Regions from separate parts of the Oryctolagus cuniculus genome. Here region 2 is linked to region 1. A link is a contact called in public Hi-C data. All regions are on one chromosome and are shown on one strand. The core of a region is the stretch at or near the end of the contact, and the rest is flanking DNA. Distances in the headings are between cores, read along the strand shown.

Region 1 (6,476 bases), core at 1,542-4,041:
ACCTCTCCTTTCTCTCTCTCGCGTCTTTTTGCTTCTGTTCAAACTTCCTCTGCTTCTACACATTAAATGTTCTATTTTAAAACTTAACTTCTGTTTTCTAAACTTACTGGGCCAATTTTGTTCATATTGGGTTTTTAATGGCAGCTGGATGATTGGAATGGAGATTAGGACAATATAGTTTATAGCTTCAGACTGGGCCAGTCCTAGTTGAAACAGAGAAAATTTGTTCTCAGCACCTACACTTTCCTTATAGCAGTCCCTTTCCTTGTGTTTATCTTGTATTTGTCTAATGATCATTTTTGTATTCCTCTAGGGGTTAAGATGCGGATTGAGTTACCTGCGTCCTACATCATAACACATGGGTTTAAGTCCTGGGTCCACTCTTGCTTCCAGTTTCCTGCTCTTGTGCCCCCTGGGAGATAGCAGGTGATGGTTCAAATAGTTGGGTTCCTGTCACCCACATGGGAGAGCTGGTCTGAGTTCCTGATTGACTTTGGCCTGGCCCAGCTGTGGCTGTTGCAAGCATTTGGGGAGTGAACCAGCAGGTGGGAACTCACTCTTGCTCTTGTTCTCACTCTTCCCAGCCCTCTGCCATCTCTCAAATAAATAACATAAGTAATAGTTAAAAAAAGAAACAAACTCTTATGGCAAAAGGTCTGACTAAACTATCTCTGGAAAAAGTAAATGCTTAATGAATGCAGTTTGGACTGAATAAATGTGGACAGAATAAATTCATACTGATGTATAAAACTCATACTAATGTATAAAATACATCATGCTGATGTATAAAAGGCTAAAAATGCGGTGAGCAGTTCTGCATCCACCACCATCCCATCTCCAGCAAGGATGTGCACATTGGATGGGGAACAAAGCTAAACCTGAAGTATGAACAGAAAAACCATCAGCGGTGGAACTTCAGGCATCAGCATCACATCAAGTTTGGAGAGGCACAGTCCACCTTCTCGTGGTTCCTCCGTGTACTGTGTCATTCGCCCAGGTGGTTACACTGGCCTGACTGCGTGTCTCCCTCAGCATGTGGTCCCTATTTCAGGTCACATTTAGCAATTTACTTAAATCTTTGTCCTCTAGAATTCTCCTGCAATCAATCAGGAAGTATATTAAGAAACTGCTAAGATTTTTGTCCAGCTTTAATTTCTGTCATGTGTACAGTGAAGATAAATATACAAGCACTTTGTCTTTTGAAAGTGAATATCTGATCTAGTAGGAATCTTTGGTCTGTTCCTTACAGAGGGTCTCAGTACGGAGTCCCAAGGAACTTCCAGACTGGAAGGATCTGAGAAGCAGGAAGTGTCTGCTCTAGGTCGTGTTCCTATAAGTTGCCTGCTGAGGAGAGCAGCTCTTCTGAGCCTACTGCACGCAGACCGAACCACGCTTCAGGGAGGTCCCTGCAAAGCTTTACTGCATGGGGAGAGGAGGAACTAAGCTGCTTAGTGCATTGAAGCTCCTGAGAGCCTGACCCACCCGGGCCCTCATTCCAGAACTGAACAGTTTTGGAAGTTTTGGAGAGTTCACAGCCCTCTTGAACAAGACCTGATTTCTTGAGCTCTAGAACCTGCAGCAGGTAGATTTACTGGAGAGCAGTAGGCTTTCCACATTGACCATTGCTTGAAACCAGTCATTCTTGCTGGTGATCACGGGAGAATTAACCTCTCTGCTTTAATGTTCTCAGGTATAAGATGAGGCTCAAATACGTGGTTGAAAGATTGCCCGAGGACAGCAGAGTGGCAGAGGTCTATATTGTTAATCAGAACCTTACTAACTATGGGTCTTGAAAACTACACTTAATTGCCCAGCACCGCGGCTCACTAGGCTAATCCTCCGCCTTGCGGTGCCGGCACACCGGGTACTAGTCCCAGTCGGGGCGCCGGATTCTGTCCCGGTTGCCCCTCTTCCAGGCCAGCTCTCTGCTGTGGCCAGGGAGTGCAGTGGAGGATGGCCCAGGTGCTTGGGCCCTGCACCCCATGGGAGACCAGGATAAGCACCTGTCTCCTGCCATTGGATCAGCGCGGTGCGCCGGCCGCAGCGTGCAGGCCGCGGCGGCCATTGGAGGGTGAACCAACGGCAAAAGGAAGACCTTTCTCTCTGTCTCTCTCCCACTGTCCACTCTGCCTGTCAATAAAAAAAAAAAGAAAACTACACAAAATTTTTTGTGCCTTATTTTCCTCATTTATGAGGAAACCCTCACGGGGTTGATGTATTAAGGGGGGAATGCTGAAGACAGAAACACTGAGAACAGTTCCTGGTGTAGGGGAAACACTCAGTGAGAGCAAGTTCTCTTCCCTCCTGCCTTGGGACTACCGATCTGGGCTTCCCACGGGAGTGGCTGAATTTACTAAACCTTCAGGTCAAAACAGTCCAGGGTTTGCTAAGTGACCTTCTTTGGGGTCCTAAGGAGATGTAGGGAGCCATCAGCACTATGTATCACCACAACACTAACTGGATGATGGACAAATGTGTTTATTTTTACATTTGTGATCTTTGAGACTAGTGACCTCCCCCGAAAAATCAAGGTGGCTGAAACTTGCTGTTTGTTAGTCTTAAACACAGCCGAGGCCAGGGAACATCTGCAGATATCAGTCCTGGTTTTCCTCTTCTGTCAGTCGTGTCCTTAAACTATATGGGCAAGTGCGAGGGTCCGATACGACGGTAGGAATAAAAGACCACACTGAAGGAAGCTTCAAGTAACTCCCTCTGCTTAGAGGCGCACATCTTACATTTCAAGCACAACATTGGCCCTGCCGAGCCAGACCTTGAGCACCACAGTGTGGCAGATTCGGGTACTGCAGCGCTAGCACTGTAACATACAGAAGGAACTGCTAGACATTTGATGTGGAGAATTCGCTCTGTCAGGGTGACTTTGCTGCAAAAATGTCAAGAATTTTACTGAATTAAGTGCCATGGAACTACGAGTTTAACATGGCTTTGTTCATCCTCTCTAAGAGTAACCATCTGAAAGAGGAAGTTAGTCATCACAGAAAAAAAGAATAGGAACAGTTGGTAATTCAGAAGAACAGAAACTTGGTGTTTAAACTATTTGACTAAATCATGTGTTGCCAAGGTATTAGAAAAATAAATATGCTGGAACAAGATGTTTCTGACACAGTTGGTTCAACTTAACACCACATAAGACACAGTGAGAATAAATGCCAATTTGATTTTTAATTGGAAAAATTAAATTATACTTTTTAATGAGTTTTTTTTTTTGATAGGCAGAGTGGACAGTGAGAGAGAGAGACAGAGAGAAAGGTCTAGAACCTCCCGCAAGGGGGAGGATTAGCCTATTGAGCCGCAGCGCCGGCCCTTTAATGAGATTTTATGCTCTGTTGAATGTATACTAAAAGCTATCCTCTCAATTTGTTGGAAAATAATATGGCATATCTAGGCCTAAGCAAAGCATCCATGTAAATATTCAGATGTACTCAACAGAAAGTAGAAAATTTCATAATTTTATAAAAGTATTTGAAATAGGAGTCTGAAACTTTAAGATTTCCCTTATATCAACTAATTAGTAAATCCCTCATCTCTCTATCAGCGCACAACTATTGAATAAAAGGTGGTATGTCTGTTCATATGTAAAAGAGGTATTTGATTTCTAAGATGCACTTAGATGGGATTAGGACAAGATTTATCTTAACCATGAGTGTACGGCTTATATTTTTTAAACTGACACATAGTAATTCTTTTTTACTATAAAAAGTTTTTATGAGGCTGACATGGTGCAGTGAGTTAAGCTGCTGCCTACAACGGTGGCCTCCTATATGAGTACTGGTTTATGTCCTTGCTATTCCACTTCTGCTAATGTGCCTGAGAAGGCAGCAGAAGATGGTTCAAGTACTTGGACCCCTGCACCCATGTGGGAGACGTGGATGTTGTTCCAGGTTCCTACCTTTGGCTTGGCCCAGCCCCGACTCTTGAAGCCATTTGGGAAGTAAACCAATAGATGGAAGATCTGTTTCTCTCTGTAACTTTGCTTTTCAAATAAAGAAAATCCATCTTTTTATAAAAAAGTGTTTATTTTTCTTTTCTTATAAAAGTAATATCTAGCTATTTTGAAATTTTAAAATGTCATTGTCCTCTGTAATGGTCATTTTTTTAAAAGATTTATCCATGTATTTGAAAGCAGAATTACAGAGAGGCAGAGGGAGAGAGAGAGAGAGAATATCTCCCATCTGTTGGTTCACCCCCCAAATGGTGGCAACAGCTGGAGCTGGGCTGATCTGAAGCCAGGAGCCTAAAGCTTGTTCCAGGTCTCCCATGTGGGTGTAGGGGCCCAAGGACTTGGGCCATCTTCTGCTGCTTTCCTAGTCACATTAGCAGGGAACTGGATCGGAAAGTGGAGCAGCCGAGACTCAAACAAGTGTCCATATGGGATACTGGCAGGCAGGTGGCAGTTTTATCTGCTATGCCACAGAGCTGGCCCCATATAACATTCATCTTTAGAAAGGTCCTCCCTCAATTTTGGATATATTCACCCCAAGATAGGTTACTTTTTTCCCCTTTACAAAAATGGGGTCAAGCTGTGCACAGCATTGGAAATGAACACTTCCTTTTCCTCTTGGTCATCACTCAGTATTCATTTCATTGCTGTATAATAATATGCTTCACAGCTTGGGCAAATCATAATTTATTTTATCAATGTGCTCTTCATGTTTGAAATAGACAACTTCTGGTGCTTACCTTCCACAGTGCTAATATGAGCAGCATTAACAGCAGTAATCCAGCAAAAGCACTCAACAGGATAACCCACAAGGGCACTCTGCCTGGTAGCCCATCTTTGGAGATTTGAATCGCAAGCTGAAAATTATTAAACACGATTGTCAACATCAATAAGCACCCAACCAGAACTCGTGGGACATTCAGTTTTTGCAGGTCATAATTTTCTAACAAATAGTAGAAACAATCTCTATACCACAGACAGACAAAACACAGAGCTCGCAATTGAAAATGCCCCTCTTCTTTTCTAAATCTCTGATCATTTCAAATTTATCATTACCAATAAAGTATTTATAGCCTTAACCTTCAGAAATATATACATCAAGAGCAAAATGTCAGTGAATCCAAACACTCAAGAGTAGGATTGAATCTGTTTAACTCAGGGAGATCCAAAGTATTTTATGTTTCAAAGATTAATTAACAGACTTCACTACATTATCATGATACCATCAGTTTAGGATATAATATCACAGTTGCTCATATAAAACCTTGAGTAGGTCTCCTTGTTCTAATGTACCTTATTTGTTGTTTATAAACTGAAAATATAATTGTTATACAAGCAAATGCGTAAGTTTCAAGAATACAGATAAATGACTATTTGCATGAATATTCACCACTCTGTGCTTTTTTTATAGTACCACATGGCTTCTTCCAATTGACTTTTCTCTCAGCACCTAGCAATTAGGTCTGAACTGAAATGCAACTGAGAAACGGACAGCTTTTAGCACTCGGCTACTCAAGCTCTCTGTGTGGCGCTCAAACCTCAATGAAACTTGTCTGATCTGTGGCCCAGCCCTTGGGTATCTGAAAAAAAGAAACTACTTCAGAGTTGCTATCTATGGCTCAAAGTTCTATTTTTGCCTTTTACTGAGTAAGAAATTTCAATTTCTTAACCTATAGGGAAGATTAGAACAGGAAACTCAGAGAGCAGGCATGTGAGTAGTTCAACAAGTTCATAGCAAATGAAATTAAAAGGTCAGTTTATTTTGTGCGAAAATGTTTTTGGAAATCCATATATATGATGGGTCTTCAAAAATTCATAAAATAGATATTATGAAAATTTATACATGGATTTCTATTTTTTTGCACCCAAATAAACTCACTTAATTTCATGTTTCCTGAACTTTTTGAGGTATACTTGTATTTGCATATAGTGAACACAAATATAAACCCGTGAAATCACTCCAGGTAGATCAAGCTGATATGTGGAAAATACAGAGCTGAAGACAGTGTGGGATTATACAGAATCAGACCATTAGAACAGATTTGAATCATGTCTAAAACAATTCCATGAACTTATAGAAATTGCGGTCTAGATAGGATTGGAAAATTTTGTAAGATCATACAATTACAAAATGGTCATTATTAGTAATTTTATCAATATATATATGATTTTCCTTTAGGATGAAATGTAGCACAAATATTCGCAAGGGACTATTAAAATAACATTTATGGGAAATGGAGCTAATTGTAACATTTAAACATAACGTATCTGGGAATCAAATACACTTTTTCCAATATAATCCACACTCAGTTTTTTTAGGTTTGAAGGAATCATTGACTTTTCTGTGTATGGAACAACTTTATGTTGCACGCTGATCAGGCTGGGTACTCTGAAGTAAGTGAACACATGCAGGGGCTCGCGCTGTGGTGCAGCGGGTTAAGCTGCCTCTTGTGACACCAGAATCCCATACTGAAGTGCTTGTTTCAGTCCTTGCCACTCCACTTTTTTTTTAAAGATC
Region 2 (6,139 bases), core at 340-2,839, 150 kb before region 1:
TGTCCGTTGTTTTCACTTGACATTGTTTATTAAGATTTTATTTGTCAGGCACAGTGCTAGGCTGTGGAATATTAATATCCATATATTTCAAGTAGGAAAACTGAAAATCAGAGAAGTTACAGTTGCCTTTGAACACATAGCTAGAAAGCATAGAGCCAACATTTGAACTTGAGCTCATTGTTGGGCTCTCTGTACTTTCAGACAGACATGTTCATGAATAGTAAGCAATAGCTTTTTTAAGCACTGAAAACTATAGAAAAACTGCACAGGTAGAAAGTCTGAGAAATTTAACCAATGTCCTGATATAAAATAATAACTATAGCTCTGTTGCAGATAGCTATATGAACTGTGCCATCTTTTCAGGCAAATTAATCCATATCTGAGTAGGATAGTGGGTAGAAACATTATCCAGTGTGGTCTGGAGAGATCTTGCTTTACTTAAGTACTTAAATAGAGATGTCAACTGAAGAATAAGTAATGTAGGAATTAATAGTCATTTGTGATTAAAAACTAGTAAATTAGGAATGAAAGAAAACTGAAATAGTTTTTATCCAAAATGAAAGTAAACAGCATAGTCAATAGCAGAACCTCGATTCCATTAAAGAAAGGAATAAGCCAGGATTCTTTTTACTTTTTTTTTCACCCATTTCCCCCTCACACTACTAAAGGGCAATGAAAAATGAAGAATTGACATACAAAGTTACCCAACATGTCAGCGCTTAGGGATCTTTCTCAGGACCTGCTGTCTGGAAATAATAGAATTCCTTGCAGATATGTATCACAGCTTTGGGGGGAATTTATTAAAAACACAGCGAGCTGTTATTAAAGGGGCGGGTATGTCTGATGATTACAGCTGTTCTTTGGGAAGATTAGAAAGACTACTCAGCAGCAGTGTCTGTTGATTGTGTTTGACAGGGTTTGTGTTACGGGATCTTAGAACCAGCCAGCTTAGTTTTCATTGTAGAACCAGAAGTCATGGAAGCTCAAGAGGGTTTAAAGCTTGCAGGGTTACCTATATCTTGCTTCAGGGAAAAAGCTCAGGTGGCACGGATGCACAGTAGGTGGAAAGTCGTGGTGTCTGTGAAGAATGGTGCTTTCCTTTTCAGTAGTTGGAAGGAAGTAGGGACTAGAACATTGGATCTGTTTAGAATTCTTTATTGGAATTTCAGCATCTTGAGCGAGTCCTTGACTTCTCTGAGCCCTTTTTTTCTCATTTTAATTTTTTTTTAAAGATTTTATTTACTTGAAAGGTAAAGTTATAGACAGAGGGAGAGACAGAAAGGTCTTCCTTCTGTTGGTTCACTCCCCAGATGGCCGTAACAGCTGGAGCTGTGCCGATCCGAAGCCAGGAGCCAGGTGCTTCTTCCTGGTCTCCCCCGTGGCAGGGGCCCAAGGACTTTGACCATCTTCTGCCTTCCCAGGCCACAGCAGAGAGCTGGATTGGAAGAGGAGCAGCCAGGACTAGAACTGGTGCCCAGGTGGAGGATTAACCTACTGTGCCACGGCACCGGCCCAGAGCCTGTGCTCTTGATGCTTGGTCTGTGTCTAGAGTCTGGGATTAGTCTCTGGCCCTTAGTGAGTATGTAATAATAGCCCTTGGTGAGTGTGTAATGATGTCTAATGAGTTGAGAAATGCATGGCAAAGGACTTTGCATAACCCCTGGTGAATATTATTATTTCCTGAGTTAGCTGGGATTGGGCCAGGCTTTGAAAGGAACTTAGTTCCAGTAGAATCACTTTCACCTCTGTTTTCTTCCTTTCCTTTTTGGATAAAGGAAAGGCACTGTGGGGGTGGTGTCTAGTAACAGTGATTAGAAGTGATATCATATAGATGAAGAAGGTGCTTGCACAGCTGTATCATGATGGGAGATATGAGTGGCAATTACAGAATCGAATAAACTGGCATTTGAGAAGATTACAGTTTAGTGATCATGTCAGTGGCAAATTTCTTTTTATTTCATACCTGATTCATTAGGGATATTTATAAATATATTGAGCTTTGTTAAAATTCTATACTGATTTTTATCATTCAGAATAATCATGCCTCCTAACACATCTGATGTACAAAAAATGTAGATTGAAACAGCTTAGAAGTTGAATGTTTTGCCCTAGTGTTAACATTAATTAATGTTAACATTTATTAAAATCTTATTTTTAGGAAAGATATGGATGATGTTGAAGAGAAACCTAAGGATATAATAAAATTCACGGCTGAGAAACTTTCTGTGGATGAGGTCTCGCAGTTGGTGATTTCTCCACCCTGTGGTGCAGTGTCCCTATTTGTAGGTGAGTTGTAATTTTCATAGCATCAATTGGCTCCACTGGATGGTAGAAATGAGCAGGTGCTTCTCATGTTCAGTGTTGATAGAGGTTTGACCATCAGTAAATCTCCATTGCTCATGAAAGCGAGTAGAATTTTTTTTAGTTTTGTTTTCGTAACTTTCAAATTAACCATTGTTAAATCAGAAGTATAAAGAGTAGGATAAGTCATGGCTAGCAGAGAGAATTCTGGTATTTTCCAAATTTTAAGGGAAAAATATACATAATGATAGTCCTTAATTTTTCTTTAAGTATCAGATGCAACTGTTGGAAAAGGGACTATTTGTCACCTGAATGTTTTCAGTAATCTTGATCTGTTATTTTATTTCCTTTTCATCTTTGGGATAATTATCCTTTGCTTTTCTAATCAAGTTTCTTGAAGTAATTTTTAAATAGGTAGGCTATTTGTTTGCTCTTAAAAACGGATCCAACCTTATATAATTACGTTTTTGTTTTTAGGGACTACAAGAAATAACTTTGAAGGGAAGAAAGTCATTAGCTTAGAATATGAAGCTTACCTACCAATGGCGGAAAACGAGGTCAGAAAAATCTGTAGTGACATCAGGCAGAAATGGCCAGTCACACACATAGCAGTGTTCCATCGACTTGGGTATGCTTTCCTTTAACAATTTAGAAGTGAAGGACACTTGCTTTCCAGCTTTGTCCTAATGCCTATCAGAATTCTGACTCGAATCTTTCTTGGGAATTCTGTGTCACCATGAGAGGGAGGTTTGTGAATGGTTTCTGAAGGACAGCAGTGATGGCTCCCAGTGCCTCTCATGACTGCTGGTTGGGTTGTAATTTGGGGAGTGCTCCTATTTCCTTGGGTGCTGTAACACAATGCAGATGTGCCAAGACTTTCAGGCCCTGGGCATTAGGGCTTGTGTGAACCTGAGCCAAAGTCAAAGTCATTGAGTCCTGCCTTTTGAGTTTTGTATTCTTGACTCTGTTTACAGTCTGTTACAGATTATTTTTGGTGTAAATGCTTTGAAAGTCATTAAAATACTTTGCCTTTTTGTACCATCAAAAAGAATAGAGTTCTTGGTTTTAAAAAGAAGTGAGCAATTGAGACTACATCTATCATGTTGTATTATTATTTGTTCATTAGTAATTTTATTAACCAGTAATTTTATAAATGGCTAATGTTATCTGGCCTATTAATGTTTATTTTATATTCTAAATTATATTTTATATAATTTATATATAATTATTTATAATTTATATATATTATTTTATATTCTAAATTGCCATTTTTTTTTTGACTTTGTATCTCTAGGTATTCCTTAGCATTCTTCCTGGTTTGAATCAGTTGTTTGTGGAGTCAGTGAAAAGTTGTTTTCTTCTTGGTGCCCATCAAGCAGCTTTTGTGGATAGATGCTTAAAATTGCTGCAATATCAACCCAGTGTCTATTTTCCTGACTGCAACTGGGATGAAGTAGTGTTTTCTAACTAAATTGGATTTTTAAGTAAATTATAGTTCTAAGAATGTCAATGGATTTTTTTTTCATGTGTCTAGCATATTTTTTAACACATAGATTCAGGGGTGATGATGTCTTTCTTCATCTTGTTAAAGCTTAGTTCCGGTGTCAGAAGCAAGCATAATCATTGCTGTGTCCTCAGCCCACAGGGCTGCATCCCTTGAAGCTGTGAGCTATGCCATTGATAATTTAAAAGCCAGGGTGCCCATATGGAAAAAGGTAAGTTCAGAAAATACCTCCTTTTGCTATATGCACTTGATTTGATTCTCAAGTATTCTTAATATGATATCTACAAAGTTAGAGTACTCTTAGAATTTTGTTTGTGTGCATTCCCTGACTGTAGAATCTTGGTTTCTTTATGTGTGAAATAGGATATTTATAGCATATCTCCTTTGTCAGGTTTAAGCAGGGAAAATGCATGCCCCAAGGAATGCATGGCCCAGTGAACCTCAATAAATGAAAACAAATTTCTAGTCAGGACTCTTCCAGTGGTTTGTATATGAAGTCATTTCTCTCTCTCTCTTTTTTTTTTTTTTAAAGATTTATTTATTTATTTGAAAGTTACACAGAGAGAGACGTAGAGGCAGAGAGAGAGAGAGAGAGAGATCTTCCATCTGCTGGTTCACTTCTCAGTTGGCTGTAACGGCCAGAGCTGCACTGATCAGGAGCCGGGAGCCTCTTCCAGGCCTCCCACGTGGGTGCAGTGTCCCAAGGACTTGGACCATCTTCTGCTTTCCCAGGCCATAGCAGGGAGCTGGATTGGAAGTGGAGTAGCCGGGTCTCGAACCAATGCAGGCTGCAGTTTTACCCGCTGTGCCACAGCGCTGGCCCCTGAAGTCATTTCTCTTGAATTTGAACTTCCTTGAATTAGAGACTTTCTATTAGAGAGTTTTGTAAAGTCTTGCTGTGCCAGCAGTAGCTAGAATTGAAATTCAAGGAAAAGGAATCTTTTCTTGGAAGTCTTTTATTTTTGCTGCCTTTGATAAAATACATAGTTGAGTGACTTTAATAACATTAATAGGAAATGCTGGTTTGTTTTCTGTCAATGAATCCAACTAAACAACAGCAAGTAATTCTCTGGTTAAATAGGGCATTCCAAAGGGAAGAAAAGGACCAACTCGCAGATTTCTCCCCTGGTGTAGTAACCGGAATAATAGGATTGTTCTGTATTTGCAAATGTATGTAATTACACTTCTTGGTCCAGAATTGCCCCCTGCCTGTGGCTGATAGCAAAGCTGAAGAATTAATGAACAACTCAGAAGAGGAGGGCAGAGGGCCAGATTTATAAAGGCTGGGTCTCCTCTCCTTCCCAGGAGCTTCCACCTCAGTCAGTGGATGAGGTGAGCAAGTGCACCTCTGAACCGGAGCCTGGGAAATCTAGGGACCACATTTTCTGAATGAAAGCTGAAACTGGTAGTTACAAGGGAATACTTTGGATAGGATAAGTCAGAAGACTCTACCTGAGCTCAGATACCGGGTGGTTTTGCTGTGAACATTCTGACCCGAGTTTTTCTGGTAGGCCATGCTGTGGGCCCTAGAAGAGGGAGAGTTAGGAAGAGCATTCCAAAATGAGCTTCAAGCCAAGGCAGCAAGAATAGCTGTTTCTACTTGTCTTTACCAGAAAGAGAGCAGATGGGGGGTGGCCCCAGAAAACAAGGGAAACAGATAGGAGCTGGGGCAGGTGCTCAGTTTTGGCTCTGAGTAGTGCAGGGACTTGGCTTTTCTCTGTAGAGTTGGGGGAAGTGCAGGTGTTCTGAGGCACATGTCCGTGAGAATCAGGAGCAGAAAGGGAACTAACCTTACCAAGTAGAACAAACACCACCACTGACTGTCTCAGATGGAGATGGGAGGCATTTCAGACCAAGAATTCAAAATGACTGCTTGGAGGAATCTCAGAGGATTGAGAGAACAGAGAAAATCAATTTGAGGAATTTTCAGAGAAATTTAACAAAGAGATTGAAACACTTCTTTAAAAATCTGACTGAAATTGTTGTGCTGAAAACTGCAGTGAATGAACTTAGACATTTGGCTTTGGGTTCCTCACCCTACAGGAAGGCAATCTCGCTACTGAGTGGGAAGAGAAACCAATAGGATCTTCTTACTTCCTTCTGTGAACTATCTAAAATCCTGCACTGGTTCATGTCCCAGCCTGTGCTTTGAGATCATCTGTGACATAGGGAAGGCTGCCTGGTTCACATCAGTAGCCAGGTCACACCTCTTTTAGAACTTCTGCAGATGGACATTTAAGTTAACAACTAATGGGAATGTCCCCTCTTCCTTTGGCAAAATATATTTTGTGTCATTGGAATTGTAGTAGGCATGTTGTTAAGGAAACAGTGTTT

The links. A called contact is a pair of places that touch in the nucleus more often than the background predicts.
Region 2: a contact with region 1 is called in a Hi-C map of liver, with 5 times the contacts expected there. The contact joins two enhancer-like sites. A contact is called at or near these places in 5 of 6 Hi-C or Micro-C datasets (embryonic fibroblasts, liver, psoas muscle and 2 more).

Annotation. Positions count from the first base shown.
Region 1 is chr14:73,753,781-73,760,256 of mOryCun1.1, reverse strand. ITGA1 (integrin subunit alpha 1) reads right to left here. Exons shown (of 29, transcript XM_008262192.4): 28 at 4,699-4,815. Among named protein-coding and RNA genes, the nearest start is that of ITGA2, 36 kb to the left of the region's middle. Within about 2 kb of position 2,791, at least 2 of the 8 cell types and tissues checked have an H3K27ac peak or open chromatin away from gene starts, as enhancers often do.
Region 2 is chr14:73,907,386-73,913,524 of mOryCun1.1, reverse strand. It overlaps MOCS2 (molybdenum cofactor synthesis 2), which reads left to right. Exons shown (of 7, transcript XR_011382037.1): 4 at 2,159-2,286; 5 at 2,779-2,929; 6 at 3,893-4,537. Among named protein-coding and RNA genes, the nearest start is that of MOCS2, 6.8 kb to the left of the region's middle. Within about 2 kb of position 1,589, at least 1 of the 8 cell types and tissues checked has an H3K27ac peak or open chromatin away from gene starts, as enhancers often do.